Regions from separate parts of the Mus musculus genome. Here region 2 is linked to region 1. Evidence: chromatin contacts called from public Hi-C data. All regions are on one chromosome and are shown on one strand. Each heading gives the region's core, a stretch centred on a gene start, on an enhancer-like site or on the middle of the called end of the contact. The rest is flanking DNA. Distances are from core to core; before and after follow the strand shown.

The links. Hi-C and Micro-C count contacts between places; a contact is called where the count stands out from the background.
Region 2: a contact with region 1 is called in a Hi-C map of B cells, with 5 read pairs. The contact joins the promoter of Cd55 here to the promoter of 2900009J06Rik in region 1. A contact is called at or near these places in 2 of 39 promoter capture datasets (embryonic stem cells and pre-B cells), 1 of 484 Hi-C or Micro-C datasets (B cells) and 1 of 9 other capture datasets (adipose tissue).

The regions. Positions count from the first base shown.
Region 1 is chr1:127,769,669-127,776,181 of GRCm38.p6, reverse strand. It overlaps 2900009J06Rik (RIKEN cDNA 2900009J06 gene), which reads left to right and starts at 2,128. Exons shown (of 2, transcript NR_045298.1): 1 at 2,128-2,254. Ccnt2 (cyclin T2) reads right to left here and starts at 2,018. Exons shown (of 9, transcript NM_028399.1): 1 at 1,797-2,018; 2 at 1,000-1,081. The coding sequence starts at 1,954.
Region 2 is chr1:130,458,017-130,464,260 of GRCm38.p6, reverse strand. Cd55 (CD55 molecule, decay accelerating factor for complement) reads left to right here and starts at 1,517. Exons shown (of 10, transcript NM_010016.3): 1 at 1,517-1,691; 2 at 2,254-2,439; 3 at 4,488-4,679; 4 at 6,075-6,174. The coding sequence starts at 1,592.

The DNA of each region.
Region 1 (6,513 bases), core at 879-3,378:
ATGATACAAAATAATCCAGAAAGAGCAAGACTCAAAACAGATTAAAACAGATTAAAAGAACAGGGACTGCAAAACCCACAGTTATAAAAAAACAAAAAAAAAAAACAAAAACAAACCACTGTCTCAGACAAAAACAACTTGCAAATTTGATAAACCAGGTTAGACTTAAGATCAACTGAATTTAAAGCAGGAATTAATCTAAACTATAACATTTCTGCCATTTCAAAAGCAAAAAATGTAAGAAACTTTTCTAAAACTGTTTCCTTAGCAATTGGGAGCCTAAACTCCACAAACTATCCACAAAGAACATTAAGTCCTTACATGGCCTAGTCCTACATGTGCCTTTCAGAATAACACTATAAAAATTCTAATAAAAGGCAAATTATAAAGAGAAATTAAAGTATTACTTCAAAGCAAGACTCAATTCATACCATTTGAAACAAAGAACCCTACACAATTAAATGTATCCTTCCCAAGGACTACACTTGCCCAAACAAACTATTCTGTTTTGAGTACTTAAATTATTCTAATATAAATCACCCCAACTGCAAATTTTACATGAGCAAAACACTATCGCTTTTTGAGTTAAGAAACATTTTGTTTGTTTCTCCGCCAGGCTTGGTGGCACATTACTTAATCCCAAGCACTGGGGAGTCAGAGGTAGTAGATATCTCTTTTGAGTTCAAGGCCAGCCTGGTCTACATATTTAGGTCCAGGACAGCCAGACTTACAAGTGAGACCCTGTCTCAAAACAAAACAACACCCCCCTCCCCAACAAATCCAACAACAAAAGGCTAACACTGTGCTTTACAGCTTAATTAATAAAATTCTCTCTCACACACACTCCTCTGCACGAGGCAAAACGTTTATTGCATAACTCACATTTATAGTAAACGTAGAACGCTCAATTTATAAGTAAAAACAACGATCAACTAACTTGTTTTCGCATTATCTACTCATTTTAACATTCGGCGTCTAAAACAATAAAACAGTACTTACATTTCTGTTGAATTTGGTGAAGGAATGGTGCATATAAAACCTGTGCATATAAACAATCGCAGTGTTTATTGTAAGCTGAGAGCTGGGATGCAACGTTTAGAAAATAATCTAAGCAAAATGTTTCCAAAAACTAAATCAATTTGAATGGAAAAATCCCCTTTCCATTTACTCAAATCCAATCCTCAACCTGAAAGTATGCAGAAAGTCTGCGGGGAGAAGAGAAATCAGTCTGGATGCCAAATTATTCTAATACGCTACGTAGGGAGAGCCCAGGAATTATTTGCAATTAGGTTACAGCTTAGTACAGTAGAAATAAAGTAGTCGAAAGGCGCGCGCCACACACCCAAAGAACATGAAACATCTACGTGCGTTCCCCCGGCGCAACAGAGCCGCCCTGGAGCCGGCACGGAAGCCTCGGAAAACACTTTCCGTGGAACATCTGCGACCTCTCTACGTCTCAAGGCCTTTTCTGACTTCCGAAAGTGGAAGGGGCCGCCCCTTGGCTTTGCTCATCCCGGATTCCTCCTCTCTCGCCAGGGAAGCACTGCTATTCCCTCCCGCATCACGCGCTCCCAAACACAGGTTATACAACGCGGGCTCCCGGCCCGCCTTCCCCGGCACATCTCCTCTTTCTCCGGCTCGCCACGGCAGCTCGGGCCCTAGCTTTCTCTGTGTCTTTCCCGAGATCAAAAGACGGCAAAGGGAGCGGCGCCATGTTCCCGGGACACTAGGCCCGGTCACCCGGCGAGCGCGACCAGGGCGTGTGGGACGCAGGGCCGCAACTAGAAAAAGGATACACATTGAGACGTTGCCCCATGTCCTGGATGAGGTTGGCCGCCTGCTGGCGATGCGACAGCTCTTCATCCGCTTCCACTCCGCAGCGGCGGCTCGGCGTGTTCTCCAGCTGTTCCCGAGTAAAGAACCAGCGAGAAGAAGCTCCACGGCCCGACGCCATGACACTTCCTCCTCCGCCCGCGCCCTGAGCCCGCCCCCTCCCCGCCTGCCTCCGGGACTCCGCGCCAATGTGTCGAGGCCCCGCCCCAATGTGCTCTCCGTAGGGTGGGCCACGCCTTTTCCGGGCCTGCTGCTACCCACGCGCACGCGCAGGGACCCGCCCTGCCGGCTCGCGCTGGTCTTTTGCTTTCTCTTTCCGGCCTCCCTCCCCTTTCTCTCTCTCGGACCCGCGGGACCACAATGCTCTGCGCCTCTTGTCATTGGGAGACGCCGTAAAGTGGGGGTCACTCGGAAAGAAAAGGTCGACGCGGTGCATGCTGGATCTGGGAGGGGCTAAGGGGAAGGGGCGGGGCGAACAGGGAAGAGGTCCTGAGGCTGCCTAATAGGGCTTGGACGTTAGCTTTCAACTAAACGGTTTATTTTGTGGTCTGTGAGTTTGCGGGTGCGTTAAAGTCAGAAAAGGCTTTTCTAGTCTCGGCTTCGTGCTGTAGCTTCCATTTTCTTACATGTTGGTGGGTGTATTTTCTTAGCTTTGTTGACTCCTGTGTCCACGAATGGCTACCCTCCGGAGGAGTTAGCTAGGAAAGAACGCTAATTCTAGCAGTGAACTAACAGTGTCTTCTGGGTTTTTTGGTTTTGTTTTTTAAATCGCTAGTAGATGTTGGGGAGCATGCGCCTTTAAAACGTTACTTTAAACCTAAAGCCACTCAAGGGGTATGGGTTGTTTTAAAACGATGTGCCATGTGTCCCAGACTGGCTTTGTGTTCACTCTTGTAGCCAAGAATGACCTTGGATTTACTGTCCTCTTGCTTCCCCCTCGGAAGTGCTGGGATTACAAGGCCAGTGGCATCACTCTGCAGATATCTTTCTTATTAAGTTACCTGTCAAACAATATGAAGTTAATAATTGGAGGTCATGACTCTCTAGGCCTTCCATCCAGATGGGGTGTATGGTTTTGAAGGTCTGTGTGGTTTCTGCGGGTTGAGATTGGGGGATGGTTGGGGAGAAGCAGAACGCTGTAACTCAGGTTGTCCAGAAACAAAGTGCAGGGATTATAGGCTGGTGTGCCGCATCTTGGTTGAAGTGCTGGAGCAGAGGGCCTTAGGCATACTAGGCCAACAGTCTAACAAATGAGTGCAAGAGAAGCTAAGAAAAAAATTGTTTAGGATTTTATAAAGTAAGGTCTCTTATAACTGATGATTTATTTCCATCTTTTTGTAAGGAAGCACCACTCATTTGTTTACATGTTATCTGCCTCTGAGTTAATGCCTATTGTATATGACCAAATTACACTTTAGTTTTTAAGTATTTTCTGAAGACTGCAGTCAGTTATCGAAAACTGGCTTTTAAAAAGCCAACGAGGGCTGTTGAAATGGCCGACCAGCTAAAGGCAACGCTGCCAAGCCGGACAACTTGAGTTCACTCCCCACCTATATGGTAGAGGGAAAGACCCAAATGCTACAAATTGTCCTCTAACCTTCACACGTGCTCAGTGGCACACATGCGTGTGCACACTCATGCACAATAAACAGCTGTAAAGAAAATGACCCTATCTAAAAATTCCTTAAAATGAAAATAAATAAAAGGGCTAGTGTGTTTGTGATTAAAACTTGAGGCTTTCATTTGTCAGGATTTGGGGGTTCCTGCCTCAGCCTACTGCCTGCTCTATTGTGCTATGCTAGTGTTTTGATTATTGTAGGTGGTTATTGTGAACAGCCACCTAAATAATACCTTGTTATAGATATAACAAGATCTCTCATCTTGTTACCTAGATGTTCCTAGATTGATTTAAAGTAACATTCTATAAGTGCCTTTCTACAACACTCAGTCCTAATGATAAAAAAGAGAAAAGTAGAAATGGAGGAGAGCTTTTCAACTTTATAACATCTACAGAAGACAACAGCCAGCATGGCACTTGATGTTAAGGTGGCTTCCATATAAGATTAAGGACAAGGCAAGTCTGTGCCCTCTCTGTTGACTCCTTTCAATATTGTACGAAGTGTCTTATATAATACAATACAAAAGAAACACACAGTAAGCAGATCTGTCCTTTCTGTTTTCTTCAGTTGTGCATGTTGCGGCAGGGCACATGTTGCTGCGGGCATGCCAAAGCACATATGTACAGGTTGGAAGTTGACTTGAGGACTCTTCTCACCTACCACGTGGACCATGGGGATTGAACTAAGATCATCAGTCTTGGTGGCAGTCACTTTTATCCACTGAGCATTGAAGCTTCACTCCTTCTTTACATTTTAAACACGTCTTCATTGTATGCTTGAGTGCCTGCATGTATGAATGTGCACTACATGTAAGCATGGTGCCCACAGTGGTGCCAGATTTCCTGCGGCCTGAGTCCTGAGCTGCTACATAATGGGTGCTGGGGTCTAAACCTTGGGTCCTCCGAAAGAGCTGAAAATGCTTGGAGCTTTTGAGCCACATCTTTCCAGCCCCAGCTTGCATTCCTTTTTGATACAACTGACCTTGGCTTTCCGTAGCACTTCTATAATTGGCTTCACATGATCTTGTCACTGTACCCTAAGACTCTCTACCTTCTCATGTCCATCCACAGTAGTCTTCCTTGCCCTGACCTCTCCTGCCACAAGGCTTAAATATCTACTATTCTGCTAGGAACAAAATTTGACAGCTTCCTATAAGATTTAATATAAATGTTTCACTACAGCCTACTGACCAGGCCACATTTCTGGCTTCCTCTCCTTCCACGCTTGCTTGCCCATAATCTCCAGCTACTATCGCACCCCAGCCTCAGCAGCTTTGTACTGTTGCCATGCACGAAGTCTCTTCATGGCCAGCCAATCTCATTTAGTCTCAAAGTCCTCTTTAGAGAGGCTTTCTTTGGCTCTACAAATGAACATTTTACTTCCCATCTGTCTCCTAGTTGCCATCACATCTTTAATGTCTTGAAGGTATCCAGTAATAGAATAATTCCCTCTGTCCTGTTCCTTCTCTTATTCCATATTCTCCTTCCTCCTCCTTAAAGCTTCTTACTTCTCAAATTGCAGAAAAGAAATCTCACCCCTTTTGTTTACAGCTGTAGCCCCAGTGTCTTGATCATCCTGCCTCTCTGGCACGTGGAAGAAAGTTCTTGTCAAGATGAATATGAGCTGGGTAGTGGTGCCGCACACCTTTAATCCCAGCACTTGGGAGGCAGAGGCAGGCGGATTTCTGAGTTCGAGGCCAGCCTGGTCTACAGAGTGAGTTCTAGGACAGCCAGGGCTATACAGAGAAACCCTGTCTTGAAAAAAAAAAAGATGAATATGAACATTTACTATGTTTCTCGAAGTTTTGGGGTGCTCCACTGGGGTGCTCCATGTTACCTGGGAAATTGCAATCCATCCACAGGCTTCTTAGTGTCACTAATAAAAAAATGTAAAAGACTCAGAAGAAAGTTCAAGGACAGCTTCATTAGAATTTAAAAAGAAAGAAAAAAAAATCCCAGGGTCAGCAAGCTATAAACCTTGGCATCTACCTGGAGGAGGAAGATAGAGAGGAGAAAGAAAAAGCCATGCTGTAAGCTAACAGGATGAGGAATTGTGTGTGTGTGTGTGTGTGTGTGTGTGTGTGTGTGTGTGTGTGTGTGCGCGTGCGTGCATGTTTGTAAGCATGTATTAGAATTTAGGATTTGGCAAGTATTAGAAGCAAAAAGAAAAGGGAAAGTATGCTTTTTGACTGAGAATTTAGAAAAGTAGGGTTAATGAAGTTGTGTGGTTGTGGTCCTTAAGCAACTATGTAGAGGGCAGAGAGTCTGGGAAAGAAAAGTACATATTATTATTGAAGGTGTAATTTCTTCTGTCCATTTAGCACACAGAATGAGCCCACCGTTCAGAAGGGGATCTGATTCCAGCCCAGTTGGAATTGTAGGACTCTATTTAGACCAGAAATTCTACCACATTTCTCTTAATGAGCCTTTAACACTACTGTAACATCTGTATATATATATATATATATATATATATATATATATATATATATATATATATATGACATTGAATAGTCAGGTCCCTTGTGGTAATGAAGCAGTTGTATACTATGGTTGGTCTTGACTGTCATTGAGTAGATTAAGAAAAGCCTGGTAGATTATTACAACACCCATCTGGGTGTGTCCTTGATGCCTTTCCAGAGAGAAATTACCTGAGGAGAGACCTCTCCTGAATACAAATGGAACCACCCCATAAAGTGGAAAAAAGAAAACAATCGCCTGCCACAGGTGCACTCTGCTTTCTGGTCCCAGTGGCATGAACTACTGGGCTCTGCTATACCATATCTGTGATGCTGGACTGAAATCTGTGGTATTGAACTGGAAAAAACCTGTGTCTCAATTTGTTTCTATGGTATTTGATTACAGTGGTGAAAGAGTAACTGGTAGAGAAAGTTGGTGTGGGGGAGAGTGGAATTATAGCTGACTGTAATTAGGAAGAACTGACTTGTAGGAAGATGTAGAGAAGCTAGCTGTAGAACTCCAGAATTATGCAGACAGAACCTCTGGCAGAGAGCCGATGAGCCTTTAGATGGGAACAAGGTTTCTAGTAAGAACCCGACTAG
Region 2 (6,244 bases), core at 268-2,767, 2.7 Mb before region 1:
ACACTCTACCCTTGTGAGACTTAAACTTCAGGATGTTTTTAAGAAATGGCCCTATTGAGGCCAAGTTAACTTGGAACTTCAAAACCCAGGCTAGCCTTTAACCCAAAACCTCTTGCTCTACCTTCCAAGTTTACAGGCATGAGTCGCTAGGGTATGATGTCAACTCCAGAACCCTTAAATACTGTTAGATTTCAACAAACACCTATAAAGCAACCCTTTCCTGTAATCTCGGCAACAGGAAAACACGGTGCTTGGGTAACTAAGTAAGCAAGAATCAGAAGAAAACACTTGTTAAAAACCAGTTTGCTCTTCAAAAGCTCACACTAACCAATAAGGAACCACAAGAAAACTTTAGGAATGGTTATCAGTATATGACAAACACTCCCACAACTGGTCTACCATTGAAGGCTGAGTTTCTGGTGAGGGATTTCACCAGTTGGGTAAAACACCTATATAAAAAGGGAATTCATAGTGGGACACTGCTAACCAGACCCAGACACACAAAGGGGAGCACTTTGGGGCTTTTTACATGAGGGCCTGTGGCAACTTACCTCTGCTTCCTCCCACCTCGACCCTCCCGGTGGGGATTTGCAGGAGACACATGGTGTGGTACATGGCTCTTTACTCTGGATATCACACGCATGTGGGGCTTCATAAACCGGGTTGCACAGTGACCAGCCAATACCAAATAATCCTAATTCCTAGTGCTGTCCTCAAGAGAGGTTCAGTTTATTCCATGCACAGCTTCACCTTCTGCATTCTTTTCTTTCCTTTTCTTTTTCAATTAATTAATTTAATGCTCTGGTGTGATTCCAATGTGTGGATCGCTTTGTTTGTCACTGTTCTTCACACCACGAAATAAATCTTTTTCTTAAGCTCTACTATTTATTCCTGAATTCTATTTCATAGCAGGACTGAAATAATCCCAAAGTCGAATTCAGGTGGTATCCTTGGTCCATATCTATAACCAGGGCTAAGAAGGTGACTCCTCACCCAGATAGGGTCTGAAAAACCTCAGCCAAGCTCCCTAGATCTCTGCATATTGTTTGTGACCGGTTCTGGCAGGCTGATCCCTCCCTGTTTTCTTGGATCCTATCCTATTTTCTGTTTTGACACCATGGTGAGACCTAGGAGACACACTCTTGGTCAGCAGCTCCCACCCTCCCATCTGACATCTTCCAGCTGAAGCCACAGGGGTCCTGGGTGTTTCCCTATTTCTCAGCTCCCTCTGGCTCAGGAATTCCACCGCGCCTACCCTTCCCTTTGCAAGCACTCAGCACACCAGAGTTGGGAGTGTGGGTAGCTTTCTGCTGGAGCAGAGTGCTGACACAGAGTACTGGGGGAGTGAAGCGCCCTCCTTTAGAAGGTACTCCCCCAGACCCCAGACCCCACTCCCGCCGGACAACTAGGTCCCCTGGGTGAAGCTAGAGGCCAGGCACCCGCCCTCATTAATGAGGGAACGCCCTCTTGCACGCAGGCTGCCCCACCCAGGGTGACGAGGGCCCTGCCCCGCCCCGCCACAGCTGCTCAATTAACTGCGGCTCAAAACAGCTCCAGCCGCAGCCGGGCAAGGTCTCTTCTACCTGGGGCTATGATCCGTGGGCGGGCGCCTAGGACTCGGCCATCACCGCCGCCTCCGCTGCTGCCGTTGCTGTCGCTGTCTCTGTTGCTGCTGTCCCCAACTGTACGCGGTGAGTGGCCAATGCGCGACGACCGGCTGGCTGCCCGCCAGGGGGCGCATGCTCAGCAGACATTGTGTCCCAGTAACTGGGGGCTCCGCTGCTGGGTGCCGGCGGCCAGCGGGAGGGATGGGGGTGGAATGCTGGGCTATCTGGGCTGTGACTGGATCCCCTCCGCGATCAGAGACCGTGGCAACACCAAAAGGGAGGGTTGAGTGCGAATCTCCAACCCTGCTCCTGGCTCTTTTATTCTTAAGGTGGAAGCTAGATGGCTGGCCACCTGCGCCGGTGAGAGACTGGTCGCGAGCAGCTACCGGGTGTCTTATCTCGCGCCTTGCTCGCTGCAGTGTTCCTGTGGATATTAAGTAGATTCTGAACGACTCAAGGCGGGTGGGAATTTACTCCCTACTTAGTTTTTGTCTTGTGTTCACGAGAGTCCAAGCATTCCAAGTTCCTGAGGGGCAAGTTCAGCCCTGGCAGGAAGGTAAGAGCCATTGCTGCTTCTCTTGTTCCAGGTCTGGGGAAAGAAAGCTCCTTGCCAACTTCAGTTTTACACCTGCTCTTTTCTTCCTAGGAGACTGCGGCCCACCTCCAGACATTCCTAATGCCAGGCCAATCTTGGGCAGACACTCCAAGTTTGCTGAGCAAAGCAAAGTGGCATACTCGTGTAATAACGGCTTTAAACAAGTTCCAGACAAGTCAAACATAGTTGTCTGTCTTGAAAATGGCCAATGGTCGAGCCACGAAACATTCTGTGAGAGTAAGTTCTTCATTTCTCTTTCTGAAAAGTTTTGGGAATGTGGATCTCGTTGAGGTTATTTTTATGCCTCTTTGGAGTGACTGGTAATTGATAGTTTTCTAGCATTATTAAACCCCAGGGTATACATGTTGGCAGTTTACACTCGAGCTAATTGAAGGCGGTACTTCCTATGGCAAGTCCTGCTTCTTCATTAAGAGTTTTTCTTTCTATTGTACAGGCTAGTAGAGAAAAAAAATGATAGGTACTGTTTAGGGAGTAAATTATATGTGAATATATTTGGCAATTACCCTGAGACACACACCCTGGTGATCTGTCTTGTTCAACTCTATTTTGTTAAGTAATGGATACAAGTCTTGGGAGACATTTTGAGGTCTTACTTCAAAAAAAAAAAATCTGTTGTACATATAGCCCTATGTTATCTTTAAGATATAGTTTTAGGTTGTTCTGGCATATCATCTGAACATTATACTAGACGGTATGTGTACTGACCAGGGTTCTCTATGAAACCCATGGCTTTGTTCTTTTCTTATAAACCTCTATAGCATGTAAGTCTACTAACTACTGTTGGCAGTTAGAACACATTAGCCAGAAAGAGAGGAAGGTTCTCCAGGCTTAAGGCATTACTGTCTGCTATTTATGCTGTATATACATTGTGCACCACGGCTATGCTAATTTTCTTTTAAAAAATCAACATTAGATTACTGTATGTTGCTCAGTCTGGTCTCAACTCCTGGGATCAAAATCCTCCTGCCTCAGCCACTCAAGTAGCTTGAATTATAAGCCATGATACTTGCTTTTCTTTTTTTTCTTTTCTTTTCTTTTCTTTTCTTTTCTTTTCTTTTCTTTTCTTTTCTTTTCTTTCTTTCTTTCTTTCTTTCTCTCTCTCTCTCTCTCTCTCTTTCTTTCTTTTCTTTCTTTCTACAAATTATTATTAAAATTTTTGTTAGAAATTATTATTTCTAACAAAAATAACACGTATAGTATGATAAGCACATGAGCTGGCAACACACAGACTTATCAAATGCTATCTACTCCATGTGATTGTATGTGCTATACTCCTCATGATTTTCATGTACTATGGTTGCTACCCCAGCACCAGGGCAAACTTGTTAGCAAGGAGTTACTTTACATTAGGATGGCCATGATGTTGCTAGGCAACAGGAATATTTCAGTTCCATTGCATTCCTGCAGGCCCCACATTTGTCTATGGGGCCCATCATGGGTCAGAATATTGCTATATAGTGAATGACTGACCACACAAAAGTAAAGATAAAAGCAAGACTTGATTGCTGACTTTGAATGACCTGAATCAGGTGTCTCTGTATTAAATCCAGAATCATTCAAAATTAATTTTTGAAAACACACTAGATCCATCTTCTCATTTGCATTTTCAGCCCTTATACAAGGCAAAAAATAGCCCCTAAACTCTCACCACAGGTATGAAAAGTTTGTAACGGTTCAACAGTATTGATGCATCTAATCCTTCAAGCAACCTCATGAGGGACTCTTCTCTCAATTTCAGAGTTAAAGAATCCTTCTACCAGAAGATGGATAATGTAGGCCAGACCTATACCTCTTAAGCCAAAGAGCCTGGCTCCAAGCTTGATCACTGAGCTAATGAGCAACACTTTCTTGCTGTACTCCTTGCCCCTCTAGAGCTCATTTGCTCAGCTGTTCACACATGATATACTTTATGTACATGGCTGGTTCATCTGACTCTTTTTACCAGGGGCAGTGTGAGGTTCAATGAGTAAGTATGTATAAAACATTTACAAATATTCAGTAAATTCTATTGTTATTGGCACTGGTGTGTGAAAACTTCACAGACTCCTAGTCATTGAAAAATGAAGGTATGAATGTGATTACACTTGATGAACTACGAATACCACAGTCATATTTATTTAAAAATTAATATATAAAGACATAGAGATCCATGCAAAGCAAATAGTTGATGGGAAAAGGGTGGATTAACGACTAGCTATTAGATTGCCTGGATTATAAACTAAGTTCACATTCCTATTTCTCTGTTGCCATGTTAACTCTTTTAGAATCATGTGTTGCTCCAGAAAGACTGAGTTTTGCATCCCTCAAAAAAGAGTACCTCAACATGAATTTTTTCCCAGTTGGTACTATTGTGGAATATGAGTGTCGGCCAGGATTTCGAAAACAACCTCCACTCCCAGGAAAAGCAACTTGCCTTGAGGATTTAGTATGGTCTCCAGTTGCTCAGTTTTGTAAAAGTGAGTATGATTTAAAAAGTAATTACAGTCATCTGTATTTGGGGAGATACCATGTCTGGAAAAAAATATATAATGTTTCTTCAGAGATTCATGAGTTATTTTCTAATTAGACAAATATTTACATAATAGGAATACGTACTGACAGAGCTCATGTTTACTAAATTTAAGGTTACCTAAAATGATCACACACTCCAAGTACCTTGCTTTTTTGAGGCAATAAAACAGAAATGTAAAATTAAAGAATAAGAAAGGTTAGAAATTATCAGTGGCTCAGAGGATGAATTTGTGTATGTGTGCCTGATATTTAGTTTTTTTCCCTGCTGTTCTAAGATTTAATTAACAAGTAAAAATCATGTAAATCAAAGAACACATTATTTTGTAATAAATTTCCACTTGTCACCTGTGTGTGTATGTTTTCCATGCATGCATGACTATGCATGCATGAGTAGATGTGCATTTGGTTGAGACTGTTATAGGATAATCCTAGGTGCCAGACCATAGGTGCCTCTGGTCTGGAACTTCAACTCATAGAGTATACTAACTGTCCTCTTCCTACCTTCCCACCCCCCACCACTTCCAAGTATCTGTCTCCCACATTGCTATCACTGGGAGTGAAGGTGTGCCACTCTGCCCAGCTGTTTACATGAAGTCTGGTGACTCAATCTCTGGTTTTCATATCTGCAATAAACACACATCTTATTAACTGAGATGTTTCCCCAGGTCCTTACTATTACTTGTGTGTTTGTGTTCCTCTGTGTGCATGCAGTTGTGGACCCATGCATATGGAGGCCAAAGGACAACCTTGGGTATTGTTCTTCAGGCTCTGTTCACCTTACATATGGATAGTATCTGTCCTTGACCTGGGGCTGCCCAAGGAAGTTCCACAGGCTGGCCACTGAGCCCCAGGACTCTGCATGCCTCTGCCCACCCAGTTCTGGGATGAGAAATGCTTGTTACCCTGCTTGACTTTTTTTCTGTGGGTCCTGGGGATCAAAGTCAGGTCCTTGCCCTTACATGGAAAGCACTTTACCAGCCCAGTTTCTCTATCTCCCTACCCCATTTAAGTCTTTATCTAAGTTAAAATAAAAGTGATGTGTTTCACCATCGGAATTTTGGACATCCATGTCACTTGGGTCTCCCTCATTCTCCTCTCCTCTGCCCTACCCATCACATTCCTGCTGATTCTGGTAACAGGTTTCTCTTGCCTTCTGCTCTCATGTTACACGTAGACCATTACATTCCCTCCTTTCCTCTCCCCTTAAGACCTCTTTCTTCTCCATCCACTTTCAGCATAATGTATGGATGGATGCCTGTATATGAATAATTACTGCCATAATCCCTTTTAACATTCAGTATGGTTAGAGAGTTGTTGGTTTTTTGATAATTCTTTTCTAGAAAAATCATGCCCTAATCCTAAAGATCTGGATAATGGTCACATCAACATACCAACCGGCATATTATTCGGTTCAGAAATAAACTTCTCATGCAACCCAGGGTAAGTTTCATCACTCTAAGACTCTATAATCAATTAATGAACTAAAGAAATCAGTTCAGTGAACACTGAT